Linked DNA regions of Mus musculus: regions 1, 2, 3, 4, 5 and 7 are each linked to region 6. Evidence: chromatin contacts called from public HiChIP or PLAC-seq and promoter capture Hi-C data. All regions are on one chromosome and are shown on one strand. Each heading gives the region's core, a stretch centred on a gene start, on an enhancer-like site or on the middle of the called end of the contact. The rest is flanking DNA. Distances are from core to core; before and after follow the strand shown. Region 1 holds the start of Map2k2 (mitogen-activated protein kinase kinase 2). Region 2 holds the start of Trappc10 (trafficking protein particle complex 10). Region 3 overlaps Agpat3 (1-acylglycerol-3-phosphate O-acyltransferase 3). Region 4 holds the start of Gatd3a (glutamine amidotransferase like class 1 domain containing 3A). Region 5 overlaps Trappc10 (trafficking protein particle complex 10). Region 6 holds the start of Cdc34 (cell division cycle 34). Region 7 holds the start of Agpat3 (1-acylglycerol-3-phosphate O-acyltransferase 3).

What was found. Promoter capture Hi-C pulls out the DNA fragments that hold promoters and counts their contacts. HiChIP or PLAC-seq counts read pairs in DNA pulled down with a chosen protein or histone mark.
Region 1: a promoter capture Hi-C map of erythroid cells shows a contact between it and region 6, with 5 times the contacts expected there. The contact joins the promoter of Map2k2 here to the promoter of Cdc34 in region 6. A contact is called at or near these places in 2 of 39 promoter capture datasets (erythroid cells and pre-B cells).
Region 2: a promoter capture Hi-C map of liver shows a contact between it and region 6, with 5 times the contacts expected there. The contact joins the promoter of Trappc10 here to the promoter of Cdc34 in region 6. A contact is called at or near these places in 6 of 39 promoter capture datasets (the HPC-7 cell line, hippocampal neurons, liver and 2 more), 3 of 115 datasets of contacts at active chromatin or transcription factors (embryonic stem cells and stem cell-derived neural progenitor cells) and 1 of 9 other capture datasets (liver).
Region 3: a promoter capture Hi-C map of liver shows a contact between it and region 6, with 2.9 times the contacts expected there. The contact joins the enhancer-like site here to the promoter of Cdc34 in region 6. A contact is called at or near these places in 3 of 39 promoter capture datasets (hippocampal neurons, liver and pre-B cells), 3 of 115 datasets of contacts at active chromatin or transcription factors (acute myeloid leukemia, large pre-B cells and stem cell-derived neural progenitor cells) and 2 of 9 other capture datasets (embryonic stem cells and pancreatic islet).
Region 4: a contact with region 6 is called in an H3K4me3 HiChIP or PLAC-seq map of stem cell-derived neural progenitor cells, with 7 times the contacts expected there. The contact joins the promoter of Gatd3a here to the promoter of Cdc34 in region 6. A contact is called at or near these places in 2 of 39 promoter capture datasets (cranial neural crest and hippocampal neurons), 3 of 484 Hi-C or Micro-C datasets (CD4 T cells and embryonic stem cells), 2 of 115 datasets of contacts at active chromatin or transcription factors (embryonic stem cells and stem cell-derived neural progenitor cells) and 1 of 9 other capture datasets (embryonic stem cells).
Region 5: a contact with region 6 is called in an H3K4me3 HiChIP or PLAC-seq map of fetal liver, with 4 times the contacts expected there. The contact joins the enhancer-like site here to the promoter of Cdc34 in region 6. A contact is called at or near these places in 4 of 39 promoter capture datasets (embryonic stem cells, hematopoietic stem and progenitor cells, hippocampal neurons and 1 more) and 2 of 115 datasets of contacts at active chromatin or transcription factors (fetal liver and large pre-B cells).
Region 7: an H3K4me3 HiChIP or PLAC-seq map of stem cell-derived neural progenitor cells shows a contact between it and region 6, with 3 times the contacts expected there. The contact joins the promoter of Agpat3 here to the promoter of Cdc34 in region 6. A contact is called at or near these places in 6 of 39 promoter capture datasets (cranial neural crest, hippocampal neurons, liver and 2 more) and 5 of 115 datasets of contacts at active chromatin or transcription factors (embryonic forebrain, embryonic hindbrain, embryonic stem cells and 1 more).

Annotation. Positions count from the first base shown.
Region 1 is chr10:81,104,320-81,107,963 of GRCm38.p6, forward strand. Map2k2 (mitogen-activated protein kinase kinase 2) reads left to right here and starts at 1,596. Exons shown (of 11, transcript NM_001347144.1): 1 at 1,596-1,919. The coding sequence starts at 1,828. Mir5615-1 (microRNA 5615-1) reads right to left here and starts at 354; the gene lies at 295-354. Mir5615-2 (microRNA 5615-2) reads left to right here and starts at 297; the gene lies at 297-356.
Region 2 is chr10:78,242,618-78,246,171 of GRCm38.p6, forward strand. It overlaps Trappc10 (trafficking protein particle complex 10), which reads right to left and starts at 2,028. Exons shown (of 23, transcript NM_001081055.2): 1 at 1,819-2,028. The coding sequence starts at 1,885.
Region 3 is chr10:78,307,125-78,310,817 of GRCm38.p6, forward strand. All of the region lies in intron 2 of Agpat3 (1-acylglycerol-3-phosphate O-acyltransferase 3), which reads right to left. Among named protein-coding and RNA genes, the nearest start is that of Mir7659, 31 kb to the right of the region's middle. Within about 2 kb of position 1,592, at least 26 of the 459 cell types and tissues checked have an H3K27ac peak or open chromatin away from gene starts, as enhancers often do. A contact at or near this core is called in liver, where this site is marked.
Region 4 is chr10:78,167,556-78,171,181 of GRCm38.p6, forward strand. Gatd3a (glutamine amidotransferase like class 1 domain containing 3A) reads right to left here and starts at 2,200. Exons shown (of 7, transcript NM_138601.3): 1 at 2,040-2,200; 2 at 1,818-1,870; 3 at 1,254-1,367. The coding sequence starts at 2,174. Pwp2 (PWP2 periodic tryptophan protein homolog (yeast)) reads right to left here. Exons shown (of 21, transcript NM_029546.2): 21 at 3,355-3,626.
Region 5 is chr10:78,215,367-78,219,021 of GRCm38.p6, forward strand. Trappc10 (trafficking protein particle complex 10) reads right to left here. Exons shown (of 23, transcript NM_001081055.2): 6 at 1,784-1,895. Among named protein-coding and RNA genes, the nearest start is that of Trappc10, 27 kb to the right of the region's middle. Within about 2 kb of position 2,210, at least 29 of the 459 cell types and tissues checked have an H3K27ac peak or open chromatin away from gene starts, as enhancers often do. A contact at or near this core is called in fetal liver, where this site is marked.
Region 6 is chr10:79,680,473-79,683,981 of GRCm38.p6, forward strand. Cdc34 (cell division cycle 34) reads left to right here and starts at 1,723. Exons shown (of 5, transcript NM_177613.2): 1 at 1,723-2,118. The coding sequence starts at 1,942.
Region 7 is chr10:78,350,112-78,353,576 of GRCm38.p6, forward strand. It overlaps Agpat3 (1-acylglycerol-3-phosphate O-acyltransferase 3), which reads right to left and starts at 1,589. Exons shown (of 10, transcript NM_053014.3): 1 at 1,516-1,589. It overlaps Gm40709 (a long non-coding RNA gene), which reads left to right and starts at 2,372. Exons shown (of 3, transcript XR_871856.3): 1 at 2,372-2,816; 2 at 3,053-3,465.

The sequences.
Region 1 (3,644 bases), core at 346-2,845, 1.4 Mb after region 6:
GGGAAGGCCCCTGCCTAGATCTGCTCCATGTGCAGCTGGTGGACAAGGATTTTCGATTGGGAAACCGCTGTGGTGACATTTATGGTGTTTTGAGGCCCGGACTTCTGTCTGCAATGATGCATGAAGGCAGATGTAAACCAGGTCTCTCCCCAGCTTCTCCTTAGCAGCTGGCCTGGGAACAATCCACAGACTTATAAAACAGTAACTGAGCGGGGCAGGCTCCACTGGGCAGAACACTCACCTGGGTTCCACTACCAGCCGCAGAAAGTGGTCCCTTGTTGGGCTACACCCCAGTCCTTGGTTGTTTTCTGAGACAGAAAATGAGACTCTTTTCTGTCTCAGAAAACAACCAAGGACTGCTCTTCCAGAGGTGTTGAGTTTAATTCCCAGCAACCACATGGTGGCTCGCAACCATCTGTAATGAGATCAGATGACCTCTTCTAGTGTGTGTTTGAAGACAGCTACAGTGTACTCATACATAAATAAGTAAATAAACCTTAAAAAAATAAAATGGTTTGTTCTCACAAAATTGTAACAAAAAAATACATTCTCAAAGTCATTGAACTGAATAAAGGCTGTAGCCAGGTGAAAGCCTGCTTGCCTCCCTGGTGGGTTTCATCTTTACCATCTGAGAGGTAAAAAAACGCGGAGAACTTCCTTGTGAGATGCTGTCACTCAGAACAAACTTCATGGCCACCGTGGGCTGCAGAGCAAGACCCTGCAAGTCTGATTTCCATGTGCCTGCTCAAGAGCCCAGAGCAGGGGTTTTACTATGTATCTGTACACTCTGAATTCCAAGAGTGTGACCCTGGACAAAGAACCAGCCCTGAGTGGTATGTCTACACAATGGAATGCTATTTGGCCAGGAAAAGGACGAGAGCCCTGCCATCCAAACCATTGTGGATGGACCTTGAGGGCAAAGGAAAAACAAGCCAGACATAAGTGACCCTAACCACAAGAAGTGTTCGGATTCACACACTGAAATGGTGACCGTCAGGGATGGGGACCAAGGGAATTTATGTATTACCCATACCCGAGCTTCAATGAAGGGCCGTGAGAAAGGTCTGTAGGGCTATGGGATTGTTGCAGAACAGTAAAACACTAGGGGTTGGGACTGGAGGATTGCAGGGAGTGGAGGTGAAGCCTGGACAACACAGTAACTTCGAGAACAGTGTGGGTGGGGTACTGAGGCTCTGTCTCAAAATAAAAACAAAAACAAACAAGCAACAAAACAAACAGCAGGAAGTAGGGCTCAGTGGGTAGCGCTCTCGCCTATAGGACACGGGGCCGCAGCAAAGCAGGAAGCAGGTAAGGTAGCTCAGGCCTACGGTCCCAGCGGCCAAATCTAGGAAAATATATGAAACTAAACAAGTCTGAGTCGACTGATGCTGGCAGGTCTGTCTCCTCGCGGTCCTGCCGTGTGTAACCCCACCCGCGTTTGAGACGCACACGCAGCCGACCCCGGGAAGCTGATCGTACAGACAGACGACTGCACCGCCGCAAACATTAAACACAGCGTCCGCCTCTGCCCTTCTACAGTAGGCCGGGGAGCCACCTCGCGCATGCGCCTCGGTTGAGGGCGGGACCTCGCAGAAAAAGATCTCGCGAGAGCTCGGCCTGCGAGCTTGTGGCCGCCCCCTGTTCCCCGACCTCCCGGCTGCGCTGCAGCGTCAGCTTCACTCGGCCTCGGCGTCGGTCTGCTCGCCCCGGCGCTCCGGGCTCGTCCGCCTTCCACCTTCTGCCCGGCCTAGGCCGCAGCCCCGGGCCCGCGTCGCGCCGCCCCCTATGGGCCCCGGCTGAGGCGTCGCCGCTGGCCGTGGAGCCCCGATGCTGGCCCGGAGGAAGCCGGTGTTACCGGCACTCACTATCAACCCTACCATCGCCGAGGGCCCGTCCCCCACCAGCGAGGGCGCCTCTGAGTGAGTAGGCGGGGCGTGTGAGGACAGGGGCGGGCCTCGGCGTGAAGGGGGCGTGACCACAAGTGGGGGTGTGGTCTGAAGGGATAGCAGCGCCCGGGAGGACAGGGGCTGGTCCTGAGAATGGTGTGGATGGAGGTGAGAGGGGCGTGGAGTTCGAGGGCTGGAACAAAGCCTGGTTGGGGGTCCGGGCATGGAGGGGGTTGTGGGGGGGGGGGTGGAGGCAGGGCCAGTTGGGTGAGTCACGTGGTGTGTCAGCTTGGCCCGGGGAAAGGGGCGTGGTCTAAGGTGAGTGGCCTGTGAGCTTAGAGGGCCGTGGCCTTTGAGGACTAGAACAAAAGCCTGGTTGGGGTCGGGGCCAGAGCAGTGAGGCTGGTGGTCTTATCAGGTTGGCCAGATGGGAGAGGGGCGTGGCCCAAGGGGAGAGCCCTGAGTCCTGTGAGCGTAGAGGGGCGGGGCCTCGGCCGGAACTTGGCTTTAGAAAAGTTGGTCTGGAGAGTAGCAGTGCCTGAGGCAGGGTAGGGATGGGGACAAGGTGCAGGGATCTGAGAGAATGGCTTTGGGAAAATCTCTGCTGTTGAAGGGGAAACAGGGGGCAAAGGGGGCGGCGTGGGTACAAGAGGGGGGCAGGTCCTGCAGGTGTTGGGACCAAGAAAGGGGAGCTAGAGAGAGGTATGACTTGGAGTAAGGAGAGGGGCCTGAAGAGAGGCAGGGCAATTGGAGACCCAAGAAAGAAGACGTCCTGAAGGTGGCCAGGAGAATCAGGGGAGCAGTGAGGCTTTCCGGGTGTGTGTGTGTGAGGTGTGGTATGGTTAGAGGAACAGAGGCCGTGCGGGGTAGCCTAGCCTAGCGCTTAAGACTGGGTACCAGGTGAGTGGAGCAGTTGAAGGCATGACTTGTCTGAGGAGGCAAGGCTGGCCTTGCAGGGGCAGAGGGAAGGAACCTGTTGGAAGAAGCAAGGGGAGGTGCAGGGGAGAGCCTGGCTTGGGGAGTACATGGTGACCTAGTGGAAAGTGGACAGTGCCCTTGGAGATGGGTGTGGGGGTAACAGACTCACTATGATGGGGTGGGATGAGCGATGCAGTTGGGTACAAAGCCTTCCTGAAAAAGGGTCAAGTAAGGACGATTGATCAAATAAGGTTAGGGATAAGGTTTTTTTGGGAGGAGAAGGGGAAGGCTGGTCTTCCTGAAGGGAAAAGAGGGGTGTCCCAGGTGAGGACAGCCTAAGAATCCTTGAGTGATACCAGACCAGGGAGGCCTCTGTCAGGAAAGACTCGGTGAGACACCCCTTTGTGGGCATATCAGCATGATGGAAGTGCCTCAGTCTGAAGGCAGCTGTTGAGGACCCCAGAGTGCATAAAGATGGCCTGGGGTGTGGTGTTCCAGGAAAGAATGGGGAGAAGGCTTTCCAGTGTGGAACTTATAGTAATGGCATGAGGGGGACCTGAGGCGTTGGGTGAAGTGCCTAAGAGACTGAAGCCCATGATGAAAAATGTCAGAGAAGGGGGTGCTAGGTCTTGGAGGTTGAATCCTGCTAGCCAAAGCTAATGGCTTAAAACACCCACTGGGAGACATGGGAGGGCTTAGGTGCTTCCCAGCAGCTAAGGACAAGATAAAGGGGCAGCCAGAAGGTGCTGAGTGCTTCAAGGGCTACATACAGTACAGCCTGGGGTCCTGTAAGGGCGACTGGTGCATTCTCATGCTAGCAGGCTCATGGGATGTGTGTGC
Region 2 (3,554 bases), core at 778-3,277, 1.4 Mb before region 6:
CATATACACAGTATTGACGTGTTGTGAAGAGTGAACTGGCCTTTGGGTAGATTTCTGAACTGAGTTCGTTAGCTTCTCCTTTAAAACATAACAAGATAAAGAAGGAATAAGGTGGAACCAGGATAAGTGCTTGCCAAAGCTGCAGCCCCAGAAACATAAAAATGCCACTGAGTGTATACTAAGTCAGATTTCCTGAGTGTCAAAAAAAAAAAAGCCTTTTATTTTAAAGAGATTGCTTTTACATTTCTCTAAAACGACTTTGTTTTCTGAAATTCCAGTGAAGAGCTGTGCCCTCCAACTTGGGGACACCATCAGCACACTTTCTTATGATGCTACCCCAAAGCCATGGGAATCCCCCACCAACACCCAAACTCCAACAGGCCTACAGGAAGGCACCCTGCAGCTGTCCTGCACACAGGAAGGTAAGACATTAAATAGCACACATTTCCAAGTACTAGCTACCAGAGTAATTAACCCTTTCTCCTTAGCCACAGCCGATGCCGCTGAGCTTGCAACTTTACCTTCAGCAGGATGCTGATAAAATGTCTATGGCAATGAAGATGCCAATGTTCAAAGCTAAGGGTCGGGAGATGCAGTCAAGTAAGTGGGTGTCCCTGTGGGTTCTAAGTACTCATCCAGAATTCCTACTGTGCACAGTACTGGGGGAAAGTTCTCAGGACCTGGAACACATTGAATCCAACCATGAACAGGGTGCAACTTCCCTGAGGGGATCAAGGAGCACCCGGGCAGGGCGGGGCAGCCTCCAGACCAGCTCTGCCACATCGGTCCACCTGCCTGCAGGTGAGGTTTGGCAAGCCTCTCAGTTGCCAAGCATTCTGGGAAGAAAAAAAAAAAAAAACAAAACACACACAACTAACTGCTGAACTATGCAAGTCTCCCAACTTTATGGGAGACACATCCATATCCCTGAGAAAGTTAATCTAGCAATAAAGAGATGTAAGTCTTTAAATATGAAATGTCTATGCGGTTACAGGAAGGAACTGGGAGGAGCCCATGTATCCAAGGGCCCAAAGGAGAAAACAGAGCAGGGTGTGCTGGAGACCTTGGGAACCCTGGGGCCTAGCACCAGGTTTTGCAAATATGCTTCCTGTTTAGAAAAAAGTAAATTCATAAGGTCAAGCACATACTGAACTGCCAACAGCCACGTATCACACCTGTCCTTTGAGAGACAGCACCGCAAAGCTGTCAAAATGTTAACCAACCCGTCCACACTTCCCATGAGTCCATAGTTTGCAAAACTACTCCGTTCTGAAATTATGCTTTAAAATGAGGGTTTTCTTTTTCTGTAGCAGAGAAACCAATCTTTGTGTGTGAGTGTGTGTGTGTGTGTGTGTGTGTGTGTGTGTGCATTCAGTGGGAGAAGGAACAAGTGCGGAAGGGGATGTCCGAGCGGGAACTCGCTGGTGGAGCAGCTCTGGAAAGTGCCTATAAGCACAGGATGATTGGACCAGACAGAGCTGGGTTCCTTCCTAAGCCTGGCCGGCCACCTGCCACTCCGGCTTGACAGTCACTAGAGGAAGAGCACCTGCGCTCTGCGGAGAGCTGGGCCTGCCCACCGGACTGCGGTCAGCGCGCAGGAGAGCCGACCCACGGGGAAGGCCGGCCCGATCCCTAGCAGCACTGACAGTACAGAACGAGCTGCTCCGGAGACCGCCCAGGTCAGGACCCAAAGCTTGGCGTCGGCTGCACAGCGGGTCGGAGGTCACCCGCGGAAAGGTCGGAGGTCGGCTGTGTCCGCGTAGATGGGAGCTGCCAAGCCCGGCCGCGCCCCCCGCCCGCCCGCCCCGCCGCACTTACAGGTGACGATGGGCTTGTTCTCCATGGTGTAGACCACCGGTGGCTGTGGCTCCTCAGGGGCGTCCATGGGCGTCCGGCGTCACCGGCCCGGCCCCCCGCCCGCCATGGGCACCCGAGGCAGCGCGGGGCCCGCTGAGCCCGCGCCTCCTCGCCGCCGGCCCCCGGCAGCTCCTAGCCGGCCGCCCGCCGCCGCCGGCCGCGTCCACTTCCGGCCCCGGCGCCGCCGCGTGACCACTTCCGGGGCGCGCGACTTAAAGGGGCGGGCCTCGCCGCCGAATGCCCTCCTACGAAAAAGGCCGCGTGCCGGGCCGCCCGGCGGTGCAGGGCGGGGCCGCTGTAGCTGTCAATAGCGGGAGCCGCCTCTGCCTCGGTTCTCAGGCAGCTGCAGAGGACAGAGGGCGGCGCACGTGCCTGAGCTCCTTGACCCCACCTTCTCAATGCCCAAGCTTGGTGACCCTTGCTTGGTCTCATCAGACCTGTCTAAACTGGATTCTCCTCGGCTTCGCACCTGCAGATGCTCCCTTACCCTCATCCTCGCTTCTACCCTGTGTGCCCCCACGTCACGTCTGGCGGAATTCCCGTTATCTCCGAGGGAGCTTCCTCCTTTCCGGCTTCTGCAGGATGCCTTGGGTCGGTTTTTACATCTGGGCGAGCTCAACTGTGCAGTGCCAAGCTGAGTCTCTGCTTGCCTGTTAACACGGACTTGCCAAGTGTGCTGACTCAAAGCGAGGCAAGATCGAAAGTGTTCCACCCACCCCGTACAACTCCATGTGCACCCGCTGGCACGCCAGCTTCCCACTGTCCTTTCTGGTTTTGTGAGGTTTTTGTTTGATTGGTTGATTAGGTGGTTTTACTCGTATGAACCACCACATAGGTCGTTTCCACCTGCGTCAGCCTTCAGCACTCTTTCCCTTGGCTCCCAGAATGCTCCCTATGTCCCACCTTCATCAGTACTGGTCACCTATAGCTGGTACTGCTTTGAAGCCGCTAGGTATTGTGAATGTCGCAAAATCAAATATTGCTTTGAACTGAACTCGGCGCAAGTAAAGCAGGTCTATGGGAGCTTTTGCAAATGGGATTCAGTGTGCAAATGGAATGTCTGAGCATGACTTGACTGTTGGGGAGCATGTTGGTTTGGGCTTTCAGGCAACTGATTAGGGCAGTTGAAGCAGGTGGAGACTGCCAGGCACAGGGGTTCTCAACCTGTGGGTCCCGAGCCTTTTGGCAAACCTCTAGCTCCAAAAAAAATATTTACATTATGACCCATAACAGTAGCAAAATTACAGTTTATGAAGTAGTAACAAACTATTTTTATTTATGTAATAATTTTATTTTTACTTCTTTAATATATTTATTTTGTTTATTTAATATTTTTCTCTAATATTTTTATTTTTATTTATTTAATTTTTAGTTTATTTATTTAATTTTTATTCATTATTTAATATTTTATTTTTATTTACTTAATATTTATTTTTTATTTAGGAGGGTCACAGCATTAGAAAGGTTCAGAACCACTGGCCTAGAGAGAGCACAGCAAAGCAAGAATAGGGGTCCAAAGCCTCCGTGGACGTGCCAAAGGTTTTTCACCCCATCCAGCTAAGCGTTTGTGAGATGTCAGCACAAAGAACGAAGCTCTCACCTCAAATGGAATAAGAGATGGTGTGCTTCGGAGCCAAATTTGAGTGCCCGCCACCCAGGGGACAAGGATTTTGAGGAATCCTCTGAGGCCTCCTGAG
Region 3 (3,693 bases), core at 342-2,841, 1.4 Mb before region 6:
ACCCAGAGTGGCAGCACCACGGGTCCCAACATTGCCTGCACCCACACAACCCATATCCACACCCTCCCAGCCTACAGCCCGCCCCAGCACACACATGTATCACTCATGCTGCAATCCCCAAACGCACACAGCCTGTACCAGGCCTCCCTTACCAGTAGAAGTAATAGGCCAAGGCCACGGCCAGCAGGGCGACGCAGACCCCAGAGAAGAGGCAGGTTGAAGAGCTGGCCAACATGGCTATCCTCCGTCTGGTGAGCGTCTGAGAGGGGATGAGGAGGAGCCTGGCTCTGAGTACAGGTCTCTGGCAGATTAGGGAGCAGGCTCAAGGAGAGCAGATGTGACTGGGCCTGATTGCCCACATCAGGCAGGCACTGAGACTACTGGAAAAAGGGAGGTAGACTATCCCGAGAATTATGCTGGGCAGTGCCTTCCCAGACTACCTAGTGACAGAGGACACGCTGAAGCAGGTCACAGGGCAGCCTGTTGTCTGAGCACCACTGCAGATCTGCTGTGGGACATACACTAATCCAATAAGCAGCTTTTCTAGGAGCTATAATGACATGACGCAGGTCACTGGGCTCTGTCCATGGATGGCCCCAGGACTGGGACCAAAGAGAACCATAGGTTCCTTACCTAGTGGCCAGAGACTCTAGGTTCAAACAGGAGGCTGGCCAAGTCCCAGAGTCCCCAATTCCATGCCTAAGACACTGTCCTTTGGGTTCCTGAGTCTGATGCAGTGTAAGAAGAGTCATTCCACAGCCTGGGCACATTGTATGGAACCCTCAGAGGCTTAATGCCCCGTGCTCTGTGGTTCCAGAATCCAGAAGGAAGGAGTGTAAATGCTGCACTGAAAGATGCTGAGCTAGTGAGGCAAAGCAACCCTGGAGCCAGACCATCACACAAGGGCCCATCCCTCACACAGATGAGCCTCAGTAGCTCCACCCATGTGAGGATAGTGGACTCAGCTTGGCCAGGCTCTCACTAGTGTCTTTTCTTTTGGGGACCCAGAGCCCTGTTGTTAACAGGAAAGACATGATGATAAGAGCAATCAGCCACCTGGAAGTTTAATACTGGGTACATTCCCCTTACTTGCAGCCCTCATGATTTTATTTATAGAACTGGAGTTGATATCTGAAGAAAAAAAAAGAGTATTTAAAAATTCAGGATTCCTTCTCCTTGCTTCAGGAACTTCCTTCCCAAGAGCAGTGTTGAGGAACCCCTCCTTGGTGAGACAGGCTCACTGACATGAAGGAATGGTTCACTCAGTCGTGTCAGGAGCCTGACCACTGGGTAGGGGTGGGCAGGTGGAGCCGGGCTTTCCCATCTGGCAGCAGCAAGGGTGGCCCTCATGGGGAGGACCTCATGCCTTCTCCAGCCTGGCAAGTTTGAACAGCCTCAGGAGGGGTGCTCTTGCACCAGATCAAGGCAGATGAGACTGGCTGCATGTGCAACATTGTCCTCACGCTTCCTGCCTGAGTGTGGCATCACCCATGGAGCAGGGAAGCCCAGCTCTTGGGAAACCAGGACTGGTCTAAGACATTTACTAAAACTGATCTTCAAAGTAGTTTATAAGATTCCCAGAGTGCAACAGGGCTTCCCAGAACCAGCCATTCCCCAGTGGCAGGGTGCAGAAGGATACTCCCACGTCCACATTATTGTGGGATGGCCAAAGCAGGGCAAAGGTCAGCAACAAGGGGCCAGGCCTGCAACAAGAGCCATGACTAAGCTCGAAGAGAGCCCATACAGTGGCCCCCAGGGCATATTCTACTTTTCCAGCTGAAGCTGCACTCTTCTGTTCTGGCCAATGGGCCTCTTGACTCTCAAAAGATGAGAGTCACCTATAGATAGCTCCTCCTATAGAGGAAGGAGCACTCACTGTCCTTAGGTTTGGGGGAGGAACACTCTCATCTTAAAGCGGACACAGTGGTAGTGCAGACAGTATGTGAGCAGAGCATTTAACCCAAAAGAAGCTTGAAGATGACCATTGGAGGAGGCACTGGGGGTGTCACCCAGGCAACCCACGGACTGCTGAGGATCAGCCCATTTTCCTTGAGGTAGAAGTTAGATGCTGCTCATATCAAGACTTCAACAAGGTTTTGATGAAGCCCCTGATTCCACTGGAGGCATTTCTTGCAACATATTTCTACATCAGGTTCTGAGGAACCTGATGAAATGGAACCCCTTAAACATAGACCTGGCTGTCCTGGAACTAAGCATGTGGACCAGGCTGTCCTCCAACTCACAGAGCTCTGCCTGCCTCTGTGCTGGGATTAAAATGTGTGCACCACCACACCCAACAAGACTAAAGCTTTTTCAATTGGGCAGGACCAGCAGTGGGCAGGTTACAGCACTTGCCACCAAGCCTGACAACAGGAGTTCAAGTCCCCAAACCCGCAAGGTCAGAGCCATCCTCTGACCTCCACATTTGCACCATGGCTACGAAAACTAAATACATGTTATAAATAAACAAATAAATGAACGGAGTAGGCCAATCTCCTGTCCACAGTATCCTCTTTGCTGCCTGTACAGCCATGACTTGCTAAGCTGTTTTTGGTGGTATGTGCTGCTCTGGGAACTTGCAGGGATTCTAGGACACTGCCCCCCAGTCCTCTGTCTCAGTCTCCCTTACTATGTGGCTGGCCTGCCTTTGGATGGCCCTCACAGTGGGGAACTCCTATGTGTGGCCAAAGCTTGGCTGTGGTATTCTAGCATGTTCATCTATTCTGGTGGAGAGCCAGCACACGGCCTCTTCTACTCTCAGCTCCCTGACCTGTGTGTGCCCCATGGTGCAGCCAAAGTGACATGTTTAAACATGCATGGGTGTCGGCCCTCCCCACAGTCAGTGCCAGCACCCACCCAGCGGGTGCCGCCTCCACTGCAGGCCTGTGGTAGGGTGCTCCACATGTGGGCCCTCCAGCTCACCTCCTGAGGTTGTGCTTCTCTGTTACCCCGGGGACCATGGGGACCTGGCCCCGCCCTTCTCTCTATTCAGGGCTGGATTGTAAAGACACTGGGAAGGATGCTAAAAGAACAGCACCCAGCATAGGCTGAAGATGACAAAGGACACCATCCCTGCGCCCAAACCTTCTCTGTGGAGGAAATAGACCAAGACTCAACAGATCACATGGGAAAAGCAAAGGCAGAAAAAAGACTGCATCAAACTGAGAGACTTCTGTAGAGTGAAGGACACAGCAACAGCATGAGGAGGTGGCTGCAGACTCCGAGGGCCCTGTCAATCAAATGCTTGGTCAGCAGCTGTGATGGTTAATATTGACTGGTAGGATATGGAATCACCAAAAAGACAAGTCTCTAAGCTTGTCAGGGAGAGGCTATACAAGATAAGTTAGAGCTGGGAGGTGGATCAGTGAGCAAAGTGCTTGTTTTATGAGGCCCATGTGGTGGCTTGAGGCTGTAATCCCAGTGTCCCTTCTGGGAGATGGGAAGTGGGGACAGGAGACTCCCAGGTGTGTCAGTCAGCCTGAACCCTGGCCCAAACAAGGAGGAAGGAGAAAGCTGCCCCCTGGACAGCGAAGCACCTTCTCGCTCTCTCTCTCCTCCCCCTTCTCTCTCCTCTCTGTCTCTCTCTCTCTCTCTCTCTCTCTCTCTCTCTCTCTCACACACACACACACACACACACACACACACACAATCACACAGAGACAGACAGACACAGACACACAGACAGAGGCAGAC
Region 4 (3,626 bases), core at 950-3,449, 1.5 Mb before region 6:
GGCTGGTACACAGGCAGCGCGGTGGGCTCGCCCTAGTACTGGCTCACAGCCTCAAGTGAGCATGGAGACTAGATGCTTCTAGTTAGCACTCCCAGGCAACACCTGGAGGCAGTGACAGTGGATTCTAGTGAGCTATAAGTACAACAGGCATTGTAGGCTGGGGTCAGCAGGAACTGGAGGCCCACCAAGTATCCACAGCAGGCAGAATCCAGGCCTCCACACCAGGGAGGGGCTGCCTAAGAAGCCATTTTTCAGGATGCCCAAAGCCACCTGAACATCAGATAGAGATGCAACCTCATATACAGTTGTACAACAGGAGGGAGGGGTTAGATTCAGGGGCCAGGGTTCTAGACAGAAGAGGAACTCCCTAAAGACAGCCTTGGTAGTTAAATTGCAGTTCCTCTCTCTTACCTTTTCAGTCTCAGCCCCTACCCTGCAACCAAGCCTCAGATAAGAAATGTTGTGGGCTGGAGAGATGGCTCAGTGGTTAAGAGCACTGGCTGCTCTTCCAAAGGTCCTGAGTTCAAATCCCAGCAACCACATGGTGGCTCACAACAATCTATAATGGGGTCTGATGCCCTCTTCTGGTGTGTCTAAAGATAGCTACAGCATACTTATATATAACAAATAAATAAATCTTTAAAATAAAAAAATGTAGTTGTGCTGGGCATAGAGTCAACTGCTTTTGATCCCACCAACACTTTGGAGGCAAAGACAAGAGAATCTCTAGGAATCCAAGGCCACCCTGGTCTGTATATAGTGAGTTCCAGGCCTGTGAGGGCCAAACAGACTCTGTCTCAAACAAACAACAAAAACAAAAACCCGAGGCAGTGGTGGAGTATGCCTCTTATCCCAGCACTCAGTAGGCAGAGGCAGGAGGATCAGAGTTCAAAGCCAGCCTGGTCTACAGAGTGTGTTCCAGGACAGTCTCTCTACATAGAGAAACTTTGGGAAAACAAAACAAAACAAACAACCCCTCCCTGCCAAAAACAAAGCAACAAGATAAAGGGAACACAGTACCACACAGGGACTAGCCAGAGCAGAGCATGACCACCTCACACCCAAAGGCTACTGCTACCCCTGTAACGGTCACGGGGAGGTCAGAAACATTTGGCCCATGGCCATGTATTTCCAGAACAGCCGGATGACAGTTGCTTTGAGGGACAGACACTTGATCACATAATCAGGAAGGCTACAGTACAGGAGCTGCTCATGGGAACAGGGCTCTTGTAAGGTCCTTTCCCTACCCATACCTGCTTTCCCTCTCAGAAGGCTCCCCCTTGGTGTGGTCAATCACGTGCATCTGAGGGACATCGGGAGCAAAGATCTGGACCTCAGCCCCGCCTCGGCTCAGGTGCACCAGGATCCTATATGAAGAAAATCCACAAAGACATCACTTCCAAATGTGTCCTCCGGCCTCACAGCATGACGATTTTACAGATGGACTGGCACCAAGTGCTGGGGAATTCCTAGTTTATAGGACACCTAGTTGCTTTTACGAAGGCACGGCTCCTGCCGCTTACAGACTTCTGCAAGGTAAGGGTAGAACCAGAATAAGTAGGCAAGGCATCCTTTTACTGACTGATGAGCAGCGAGGGTTGTTGACTCCGCAGGTGTTGCATTTTGGGTATGTTCAAGACCCCAGCTTGCTGCCAGGCATTCTGCCTTCACCCAGGGTCCGGGTGGCATCTTTTGTGTCTTGGCTGTGCTAACTTTGGCTTTGGACTTATCACGATGTGAACCCACTGCGCTTGGTCACCCTCTGGCCATTTCTGCCTTTTAAACCAAGAGAGTGTTTACAAACTCTGAGGACTTACGCTGAGGCCTCATGGATCTCGGTTCCGTCATAGACTCCACAGCCCGACAGCACCTGCAGGAAGAGAGGCACTGACGAGGGCGAGGGCCCAACACGCAATTACCGAGGGAGGGGAGGCTGAACCCCACCAAGAGCCGACCTTGGGCGGACAGCTGGTCGACCCCAGGCTGCGGGGACCTAGCAAGGGAAGGCACTCGGCCTGGGAGTCTGGCTCTGCACTCACCAACGCCACCCTGGCCCCGGGCCGCGGTGCGGAGCTGTGAAGGGCTGCGCGCTGGGAGGGAGCCCGGTGGTATCTGGAGAGCGGTAGGAGCGCAGAAGCCAGCCTTGGCGCCACCAAAACCCTGACGGCAGCCATCACGAAGGGCAGCCAGCCACAGTGGTGTCAGGAGAACGTGCGCCGTGGGGCGGGGTCGCGCCTGGCCAATGGAGGAGCGCGTAACAACCCCTTTCTGGAGAGGGCCAGTGGGTGGGGCCGCGCCTGCGCAGTGACCGACGGCGTACGGGAAACCCAGCACCTTTTTCCCTGGAGGACTAGCGGGAGGGAGGGGCCACAGATCTCAGGACACGCCCCCCCTCACCTAAGAGACCGGTTGGCTGGACTTCTCCAGCTCAATGACCGACCGAGCTGGGACACGCCTCTTCTCGGTTTTGAGAGGGCAAGCAAGCAAGTATGCCAGGTTAGGACCTTCCTGCGATCGACCTTGTTGAGCGGCCCGGTCTGCCTAGTTAATGTTTGAAGGGCGCTCATCTTGGTGTAGGCCACCTTGACTACCTATTGCAATTCCAGTCTATGCAATGACTAAAAACTGATTTTAAATAACGGGGTCAGAGCAAGCCCCGCGCCCTCACGGTGCAATCGTAAATTGCTCCTGCCATTGTGTTCTGGGTACCTCTGCAGCTTCCTCACAGGCCACAGTTCTGCCAGTCACGATTCAGTGAAGAGCTGAGCTGAGCATCGTACCTTCCATTTCCTATTTTGAATCAATGTGATTGCTATAGTTGCATACAGTCCGGTGTCCATCGGGGTAATGACCAGATAACTCCCAGAGTTTCACTGCCTCTCCCTAGCCACAGTGAAGGCTGTCAAAGGTGACCTGGCTTCTCTCAACTCCTAGGGATAATTAGCTGCTGGGTGTTCCCATCTTAAGATGGGAACCCTTTCACATTTAGGAGACATTTAGGCCTGGGATGCACAGTATATGCAGAAGCCAGGGAGCATACAGAAGTGGGTTTGGTGGCCCAACACCATTACAGCGAGTCAGGGATTATTCAGTTTCAGGGGACAGTAGTTGGGGGGAGGGGTGGAGCAGTGTCAGGCAATTTGCATCTGGCTGTCCACAGGGGTGGAGTGGGCATGGTTACCACGGAGCAGACTTGTAAAATACTCCAAACTGAGCCCAGTTTCTGGTATGAGAATTAAACTGGATGAGATGTATGAGATGTATGGTGATGGCTGAAGCATGGTTCAGCACTACTTGCCTGCCCTTCCCTGGGCCCTCAGTTCCACATTCATACCACACACAGACAAAACCAGTAAAGCTTCATAAAACTGTATTTGTACTGCAGATGGGGATCCCAAGATGGCACCAAAACAAGCGGGTCCTTGTCTGGGCGGCCAGGGGCCTGGCTGTCCCTGGGCACATAAGAAGCAGTTTCCTTTTCTACCCCAAGCTACACAGAGAAATGCTCTGCAGAACAGGAAACCTGGCGACACCAGGCTAAGCTCTGGCTTCTCCCCATAACGGTGTTCAAGCCTGAGCGGGTTCCAGGTGACCAAGACAGTATAGTATCAGTGTATCCTGAGTAT
Region 5 (3,655 bases), core at 960-3,459, 1.5 Mb before region 6:
TTTTAAACCAAGGGGGGGGGAGAAATTGTGTGAAATTTAAGATTTTTATAGTCAAGAAAAATGTGTCTATTATATGGATTATATGGATATGTAACATAAAAATAAATGTGAGAGAGGCTGGAAGATGGCACAGCAGTTAAAAGCACTGGCTGCTCTTCCAGTTTAACCCAGGCTCAATTCCCAGCACCCACATAGCAGCTCACCCCTGTCTGTAACTCTAGTTCCTGGGGATCTGATACCCCCACAGACATCCATGCAAGCAGAACACCATAAAGCAAACAGATCTTTAAAAGGAAAGAAATGTGAGAAACAGTAGGCCTTTCTAATTCCAATAGTTTAACAAATGTTTTACTTTGGTTATAGATTGGTATCTGGTTATTGGCAGAGTCAGACATCCAAACTATTACCTAAGGGTTGCCCTGGAGTACAGGCCAGTGAGCGAGACCCATCTCAGAACTAGGGCAGGCCCAGGAATGCCAACTGTCCTAGTAACTCATTGTTCTCCAGGTCCTCAGCAGTGCTACATACAGTTCCACGGACATTGCTGCTTCCTTCAGACATAGTGACAGGCTCTTAAAAACATGTCTAGCTCAGCCCAGGGATTGGGTGGGCAAAGAGAAAACAGCCCACAGTCTAGCACCAGGGACATCTGCAAGGATCTCCGGAGGGAGCCCAGAGAGGACCCATGACAGTGCCAACAAGAGAGGAAGAGAAACACACCTCAGTCGGGGACTGGAGGTGGCTCGGCAGTTAAGAGCTCTTGCTGCTTTTGCAGAAGACCTGAGTTCAGTTCCCAGCACCCACATCAGGTTAGCTCACAACTGCCTGCAACTCCAGCTCCAGGGAATCTAAAGCCTTCCTTCACACACATAACTTAAATTTTTTTTCTAAGAATCTCAACAATATCATAGTGTTTCTATCTAAATAAACAATGAAAACAGGATGACCAGCAATTCTTTTATTGTTATGTCTATGTGTACCTGTTTGTGTGTGCACACATATGTGCACATGGACATGTGACTAGCAATTCTTTTATTGTTGTGTCTATGTGTAGAGTGTGTACACACATGTGCATGCACATGTGGAGACCAGAGATCAACACTGGGTATCTTCTTCAACTGCTCTCTTATTTTATTAGGGTAGAGTCTCTCACTGAACCCAGAGCTTCCCGACTAGGTAAGATGGCTGACCAGTGAGCCTCTGCCAAAGGGTGATAAGCAAGCACTCCCCTGCCCTGCGCTGCCTTGCCCTGCCCTGCCCTGCCTTGCCCTGCCCTGCCCTGCCTTGCCCTGAGCAGAGCTGTGGGGATTCAGAGCTGGGTCTTGGGCTTAACCAAATAAGCACACTGGCCTAGTGCCGACACTTTACCCACTGACACATCCTCCAGCTTTCAACTGTTTATTTTGTGTGTGTTTTCATTGTGCGAGTTTGACAATTTTAAAAGAATTTTAAAATACCATTTAAGTGCTTGAACGATCAAGGGCACAGGAAATGAACTCACAGAAGGAATCCTGAGGCCTGCAGAGGGGAAGGACTTCTACTCTCAGGAACTATACAACCCCAAAGGAGCTTTGTAAATGTTTTCACTACTTGAGAAATCTTCTAAAATGACAGTGACTAATTCTTAATTATCTCTCACTTTATTTCCAATAGGAATTCGAAGACCCTGATAATTTGCAAAAACAACAACAAATGACAACAACAAATTGTAGAACAAACAGACTGGCTGAAATGAAGAGGGAGACCGCTGAGCAACAGCATGGTGGCTGAAACACGGACTCACCCCCAGCTCCGAAGTTGACCACGTACTGTGAGAAGAGGGCATCCAGCTCGTCGTACTGTACCAGGGCGTCCTCAAACTGCTGCAGCATCTCAAAGACAAACGCAAGCTCCTCCTGCCACCAAAAGACACCAGTCAGCTCCTAGAGCCACATCAGCAACGGAGGGCAGACGGTTCTGTGTAAGAGGCAGAACCAGTGATCACCAAGCCTCCACAACACCACGTCAGGACTCGCTCACATAGGAGGACGGAGAACAGAAAGGAGAAGGAAAAACAAGACCAGGCCTAGCTTTCGAGCAGCACTGGACACAGCTGGTCACAGGGGTGACTGTCCCAGTGGTACCTCAGGGCCAACCTCTTGCTTTCCCAGGCACACGGCTGCCTAGTCTCTTTAGCTAGAATGTTCACTCCTAATCTCCACATAGCTTACTCTTTGGCCTCCCCCAGGCTGTCTGTGCCCCATGTTCAGTGAGGCGTCTGCTGGAGGCCCTAGCTCTACTGACACTGGCTGTTGATACCTTCCTTCTCCACTCTGACCAGCGTACAGTAAGCTCATGAGAGTCATGTATGACATCAGCTAGCACTTATGTGTGCAACACAATGTGAAATAACAGAGATGCCTGTGGAAATTTTTTTTTTCTGATTTCTATCATTGTACAGGAAAGCAAATGCCAAGAGGACAAACATTTGTAAATCCACACCCATGCAGACAAACGTGTGTGTAACGCTGCACACTCAGGTTCACTCCATGTGGCTACAGTCAGTGTTCCTACAGGCTGGAGCACCAGACATGTCTGCACACGCTGAAGGATCAGGAACACAGTCTCCAGCCTCATCATCTCTCCCAGTTGTAGCTAGGCTGAGCAGAAGTCTGGGTTCCTCATCTGGCTCTTTATGTGGATAATAAATTCCCTGGGCAGGGTTTCTGTAAGAGGACAAACTCATACTCCTGTCTGCAAACGCAGCACGCTCCTGGCACAGTAACTAGGAAGTGAGTTCAGGTGATGCCCATAACCCAGATAGACGCTACAGGGAGCAGCTGGCTTACCCTTCGAAGCCCAGGACCTCTCCAGCGTGTGTTCTGCTGCCTGAGAACACTGGCAGACAGTGTCTCACAGACACTGATAGATGCTCCTGACCTCCCCCGTCCCCTTTTAAATCAAGTGCTCTGCATGCTGAACACTGCAATAAATTAATCTTTTTCAACTGTAGTATTTGTTCTTCCTTTCAGGATAGGCTCTCACAATGCAGCCCAAGCTGGCTTCAGACTTACCATCTTTCCCCGCCACCAGTCTCTAACACGCGGATTACACGCCCAGGTCGTCTGTGTCAGTCTACACCCTCACATTTGCACAAGTAACACCCATAACCTTTCCATCCCTGAAGCTACAGATCTGGGCTACTACACAGCCTGACCATCCCCTCCATGGCCTTGGTAACCTCTCTTCACGGTCTGTCTGAGATTAGACTGCCAGGAGACTTGCCCAGGCAGCAGCACGCAACAGTGTAGGCTCCTGTAATGAGAACAACACCCTCAGCCATGCCACGCACGGCATGGCATTTGTTGGGTTCTTTCCTCATTCACTCCACATTGCTTTCTTACTTTTAATCTGAATTACTTTTAGACTTACAGAGATGTTGCCAAGAAAACAGTGATTTGTACTGAGCTCTTAGTCAGCTTCCTGCCACATTAACACCTCATAAAACTGTAGCACCATCCTCAAATCCTGAAATCATCGTCTGTACAGTACTATCAGCTAGACAGCCCTTACATGCACCTAACCCTTACTTATGCATGTGTGTGTTTCGCTTAAGGAGTCCAGAGAAGAAGGTGTCAGTTTCCCCTTGGAGGAAGTGTTACAGACAGCTGTGAGC
Region 6 (3,509 bases), core at 473-2,972:
TTTTCAGAGTCTTATGGGAAGAAATGGTCCCACAATCCCTGCCCAGACCTCCTAGCCCTGTTCCTAGGATGTGCCCACGACTAAGGCTTATCATGAACCATTCCCTGCAGCTTGGGGTGGGAGCAGCCAGAATGTTCTGACTGGATGTCCCCTTGCTGTGAGGAGACCTGGATTATCCTCATCAGATGACCAAGGTCTGTGACTGGGGACTTGGATCATGACATCCATGTCCTAACATGTCAAGGTAGATGACCCCAGTCACCAGAAGCCAGGCCAACACCCTTCCCAGATGCTCAATACCCAGCATTCACGATATCTTTGAAGCCCAGGTGCAGGCTCGCCTGGGAGTAGGGAGAAGTATGTTCCACCTGAAGGGAGGGGCACCCTGTCCGTTTATACATCAAGGGCTTCCTAAGTGCAGGCTGTGGGAGTGGTCATCTCAGACACACAGGAAAACCTGAGCTACTTGCTATGTGCTGACAACTAGGTGACAGTGTAAGATGGGCAGTGTGACATGCACAACAGGGGCAGATACTTCTGGAAGTCCTTGGAAAAGAGCGTGACCAGAAAGACTTCTAGCCCAAGAGTCTAGGGCTCCCAGGGGGAGGACAGCCAAGGTAGTGCCACACATGAAGTGGCATTGGACCCTGGGCTCTTCCCTGGTCATATCAACCAGCCCCACCTTTGACACCGTTTCCCTGTCCCCAAACAGGTCTACCTGCTATCCCCGACATGACAGGATGTCGGAGCACCTGTGGTGGGAGCTGCCCTTTCCCAGCCCCAAGTGTTGATGCAGCTGTAGTCCTCCAGAACGCCCACAGTCAGGGTGAGTGGCCAGTACAGCCTAGGGACAGAACCACCCACCCCTAAAGGTCACGGGTACACCACACACACACCCTGCTGCAAAGCTTAAATATGCTGCCACCACCAATACTAATGACCAAATGTCCAAGAAAGGAGTTATGGGTGTCTGTGCTGAACAACCTCAAGGTCTTTGCGTGTCTGTTCCGGATCCTGTAAACTTTTGGGTTATGCCTCACCACTGCTTTCTGGTCGATTTAAGCAAGACTAGGGTGTGGTCAAAGGTCAGTCTGAAGGGGTTCAGACTCCACCTCCTGGAAGCCACGTCTGCAAACCCCAAGTCGTTGATTCCCTGCGCTTCTACCTGAGCCCATAGAGACCAAATGGGGCCATCTAACGCTTCATGCTGGGAAACAGGGGCGGATCCTGCTCCGCTCCCGCACAAGCCACGCCCAATTCCCCACCCACAACCACGCCCCCTGAACGTCACAAAAAAAGGCCCCCAAAGCCGCAGCTGCCACTCCGCAGCGCGCAGCCCGGCCCTGCCGGCCACCCCGCACACAGGCATCCGCGGAGCTCTTCCGGCCGGAGGCGACGGCGGCCTCCGGAGCTTCGGAAACGCAAGGCGCCTGCGCGGCAGGGCGGGGGACGACGACTACACTTCCCGGTGTGCCCCGCGGGCGGGCGCGCAGACACATTCCGGACCCGGTGGAGGCGTCGCACAGGCGCATTCTAGACCCGGCAGTGGCGCGCAGGTGCATTTCCGGCCCGGCAGCAGCGGCGCGCAGCCGCACTCTAGGCCCGGGTGTGGCACGCAAGCGCTTTCGGGGCCCGAAGGAGGCACGCAGGCGCATTCGGGGTCGGGAGCCGGTGCGCAGGCGCATTCGAGGCCCGGCGGCTGCGGCGCGCAGGCGCGTTAGGCGCGGGCCGGGCCGGGCCGAAGCGAGCGCCGGGCGGGCAGCGGCGCCAGAGCGAGTGGAGCCTTCGGGGTCCCCGGGTGGCGGCGGCGGCGGCGGTGCAGAGGAGGAAGGCGGCGGCTCTCCCCCTGCCGGCGCGCGACCCGGTCCGTCTCGCGAGCTCGCGCCGGTCCCGCGGCCCGGCCCGGCCCCGGGCCCCTCCGTCGCCGCCGCCGCCACCGCCATGGCCCGGCCGCTGGTGCCAAGCTCGCAGAAGGCGCTGCTGCTGGAACTGAAGGGGCTGCAGGAGGAGCCGGTGGAGGGCTTCCGGGTGACGCTGGTGGACGAGGGTGACCTGTACAACTGGGAGGTGGCCATCTTCGGGCCCCCCAACACCTACTATGAGGGCGGCTACTTCAAGGTGAGCAGAGCCTCAGTTTCCTCTTTGTGCCTGCCTCTCTCCCAGGCTCCTCGTGCAAAGCGGCTCCTCCCTTTTTTGTTGGGCACGTGCTGACCTTACCCCGGGGACTGGTCTCCCTAAGCTGTCCTCCAACAGGCTACAGGATCAGGGACTGCTAATGTATGCCGCATGCCCAGGCAACTCCCCACCACGAGACGCAGGGGCCTCTAGAGCCTGCTGCTGGTCAGCGTGTTCCCAGGTTGTCCTACACTGGACTAAACTTGTACCTGGGAAAGGATCTTTCCCTGTTGTCCCCACCCTTCCATAATGCTTCTGGTAAAGGGTCTCTCCGGGGACAGTTGTTTTCCTTCTTGTCCCGTCCCCCTCTCAACCCCCCCCCTCCGGTTAGTTCCCCCTACCCCAAGACACAGAAGCCTCTGGAGCCCCCTGCTGGCAAGCATTTTCCCAGGTTGTTCCTCACCCTACCAGCATGTGGTAAAACCTGGAAAGGTTCTTAGGTTGTCCCAAGACATAAAGGACCACGGGCAGCTGCTAGCTGGTATCCCAAGGCCCTGCCCCCTACGCTGGAACACAGAACCAGGGCAGCCGCTGGCCGATGTGTCCCCAGAGAAGGGACGTGTAGCCTGGACAGCCACCTGCTCCAGTTCCAGTAGAGGCCCTGATAGGGCCTTGGCAGCCTTGCCTGCTTGGACAACAGCCACCTTTAGCCCTAGCCAGGCTTTATGTAATGCATTCCAAGGGGGCAGTGGGGGGTCCACCCTGAATCTTGGAGCCACACCCTGGGTTCCTTCTTTGGGCCCTGGACCCTAGAGCTCTGTGTTTGCCCCACCCTGACAGCCTTTCTCAGGTTCCACTGAACAGGTGGCTTCTTAGGGGCCTGATTTTTCCTTCTAGATAGTGTCGTCTGCCCTCTGGTGGCTTCACGCTCAATGCACCAGATGTTCTTGTGGTTGGGAGCAGGGAACACTGGGAAGCCTCCAACACTGGAAATGTGTGGCCAGCTATAGGTACCCCCATCAGCACAGTTAGATCATCCTGCTTACTGGGGGCTAGAATAACTAGCAGAATCACAGAATCTCATGCTAGGGCCAAAAGGGACAAGATGAGGACCGGGTGGATGCACAAATCCCAGCCAATCTAGGGTCCCTAGTGTAGGGCCATGGTAGATATTTGTTTGTGTGTCTTCTTCCTTGCCTCCCACCTGGATGTGGTCTGAATTAAGAAATATCTGGATGCTCTTAGCACCTTGTCTCCTGTATTTGCTGGGAGGGGCAGTGGGAACTGCCAGGAGGACAAGTTCTGTTCAGAGCAGGGTCACCTGACCTGTTCCTCATCTGTAAAGGGATTGTGGGTAGAGTCTCCTAGACTCACATAATTCTTGAGATAGCTTA
Region 7 (3,465 bases), core at 339-2,838, 1.3 Mb before region 6:
AAAGGCCAAAATGTGGTTCAGAGTCTGTCAGCGTTTGAGAGAAGGGAAAGTAGTGTGGGGTACACACAAGGAATGCAGGGAAAGCAGCCATTGCTCTGGCAAGAGAGAGAGTAGGGGATGCCAAGGGTCCAGCACTGGATCTGAAAAAGCAGTGACACTGCAAAGCCGTCGGAGAAGGGAACACACACAGTTGGTACCAGCTCCATCCTCTGAGAGGCTGGACCAGTTAACCAGCACCAACTTGTTAGGAGTGAGCTTGGATTAACGATGCCATTCTAACTCCTGAAACAACAATAAACTTCCATCTTTGCTCATCCCATACTATACAAAGATCTTACTATGCCCTACCTGCCTCCAAGTGGGCCAGAGACAGATGTATACAGATTTTTACTACCCTGACTGGGCTGGAGGAAATCAGAGTCCCTTTGCTCTTCATTTAAATTCTGGCTGTGGAGATTTGTGACATAATCCAGGACAAGTGGCTAGCCTTGCTCCTCAGACCCCAGTGTGTTTCAGAGTCTGTTAGCACAGAGTCGCAGCTATATGCCCCAGAAAAGAAGTAAACAACTCCTCTACTGCAGTAGATGCTCCTTTTGTAACTTCTGAAGTAGATCAGTTACTTTCTGTTCAGTTTCCCCAGTCCCCTAGAACACACAGGCACTGTCCTTCCCAGGTGCTGGGCCTGTTATCTGGGAGCAGCTTAGGGTGAGACAGAGACCTCCCTTCATTTCCAGCATCCCTCCCATCTTCCTTCCCTAGGAGACACTGTATTTAACCCACTTCCCACCAATTCCACAGGCAACTTCTAAGACCTAGACCTTCTGCCCTGCTGCTGTACAGATAAGAGCAGGTGGGGGCCACACACAAGGCCTCCAGTAGGTCCAGACTGAGTTAGGTCAGACATCCAGCTGACATCCACCTGCTGAACATAGCCATGCTGAGGAGCACATGCCACCAAGACCAAAGAGAGGCTGGCAAAGCCATTGCATGTAACTGCCTTTGGAAACAACGTAATTACAAAGCACAGAGTGTGATACTAGGAATCAATCTTATAGGCTAAATCCTAAAGTTGGAAGGAGTCCTGCTTACCTAATAAGGGGAAGGGACAGTAAGGGAGTGATCAAAGTGCACAGAGACCCCTTTGAAAGGGGCACAGTCCATTTCCCAATGTCATCGAAGCAGAAAGAGCTGCTTCCACTCAGTTCCAACAGCCACCAACCCAGCACCCCCAACCGGCACCCTGTGTCCAATCCCAGAATCCAAGATCTTGGCTCTGGACGAGTCATTCCAATCTGTCTCAAATCCAAGTAGCCTTCTCGTTTCCCAGGAAGAAGAACCCAGTCTCTTAAGTATTCTCTTAGAGAAGACTTTCCACACTGCTTTAAAAAGTTAGGTTTGAAAGGCCATTTCTAAAATCATTTCCCTGTGCCCCTAAACTTCTCTCGAAGTTAAAAAGGAAACCTGAATATATTTTCCACCCAGCTTAAGTGTTCACAATCCTCCTGTCGTAGGTACCTGGGGTCAACTGCTCCGGGGCTCCAGGCCCACCGTGGACAGGTGTTTTCCTCCAGAGGCTCTGGTTACTGAATGACCCCAGCGCCTGAGTGAAACGTGGAAATTCACAGTCGGCCTTTGGTCTCAAACGCCAAAGTCAAGAAAAAAAAAAAACAACAACAACCGAGCCCTCGCACCTTCCTCCAGGGCGTCCCACCTGCAGCCCTCCCTCCGCGTTGAGCAAGCAAAAAAGTGAAACTAGCCCACAGGGCCCCGAAATCAGGCATGGGGGGCTCCCCCAGAGCGAGGAGCCGGGAGCCGAGCAAGGTTCCCCCCGGAGAGGGGCCCCAAGGCCGCCCAGGCCCTCTCGTCGGGCCCCGCATCCCCATCTCTACCCGATCGCCCGCATCCCCAGGCCGCCGCGCACCCCGCACAGCACCGGCGGGCCGGGCAGGCCGCACAGGGGCCGGGCGGGACCCGGAGCCTCCAGGCGCCGCGCTCTCCAGGCCGCGCGCCCCGCGGAGCGCAGCCGGCCACTGCGGCGGGGCCCGGCGACCGCGGGCGGGGGACGACCTCCGGCGGCTCGGCCGGGCTCGGCGCGGCTCACCTGCACTCCACCTGCTGGTCGCGGTTCTCGCGTCGGGCGCGCGCGGCCTGGGCCCGGCCCGGCCCTGCGTCGGGGCCTCAGCGAGTGCGGCGCCCGCCGCCCCGGGCCCCCATCGCCGCCCTCCGCCTCGGCGCCGCCGCCACTTCCTGTGCGCGGCGATCCCACAGTTCCGCCGGCGCGGGACGCCAGGCGCGGGGACGCGGGGACACGCGCGGACCGACGCGCGGGGGAGGAGTCGCGGCCCGCGGCGCAGCGGCGACCGCCTCGGCCAACGGACAGCAAGCGGGGGAGGGGACGCGAGGCGCGCCCCGCGGGAGCAGCCTCCACCCTCCCTGGCCAGCGGGATGTTCCTAGACCCAGTCCGACTCCCTTTCAGCTGCCTGCGGTCCTCCGGAGTCCCACTGGGGTGTTCCTGGGCCCAGCTTGAATCCCCTCTTTTAGCCCACTGAAGTCCTTCTGGGGTACTGCGGTGTTCCTGGGCCCAGCCTGGATCCCCTTGTCCCCCTGAAGTTCTTCGGGGTGTTCCTGGGCCGTACTTGGACCCCCGATGGTTCCCTGGAGTCCTCCTGGGTTGCCTCCCCCAAGAACTGGAATATTCCTAGGCCCAGCCTGGATTTGCCTCCGTTCAGCCTCCTGAAATCATTCTGAGCCTCAGCCTAGACCCCTTCCCAGTCCCGGAGGTCCCCTTGAGACCCAGGATGTTTTGATGGCTCAGGTTAGACTCCCCTTCCTTCTGAGTCCTCCTGGGGACGCCTGGAAATTTGGGGGTTCCCCGCCAATTAATTAGACCCCATTTCCCTTATCCTCCTGGACCCCACTCCCAACACACACCCCATCCTGCCCCCAAGTAAGGATCCCATCCTGGAATCCTGTAGGATTGTCCCCAGTGCCTGGTAAGGCACCAGGATCGCTTTTCACTCCCACGTGCTGTACCCTTTGATTTATTTATAGTTGGCAACTGACTAGCAACATTGTATCCACAACCAATCCAGGAGGAAACCTCAATTAACCTAGTCCAGGGTCTTCCTAGGGTCAGCCTTGGGTCAGAAGAAGGTCAGGACCCTCTTCTCTAAGAAGCCTGTTCCGTCCATAGTGAGTCATCGGATCTGAGGACCAACAGCCACCTGAGTCTCCTTCCCTCACCAGGCAAGGGACTGATCCTAAAACAGGCCAAGAAGGACTGTGCAGGCTCAGATGCTGCATCAGGACCAGGCCATCTGCACACCACTTGAAACCTGTGTGGCCTCTTGCCTGCTCAGGCCTTGGGATCCAAGCCCTATTTTCCAAGTTCACTTGAAAACGACTTAGGCCATATACCACAGGGCGAGCTGCCTACCTGTAAAAGCTTCTGTTCTGGGCAGGAT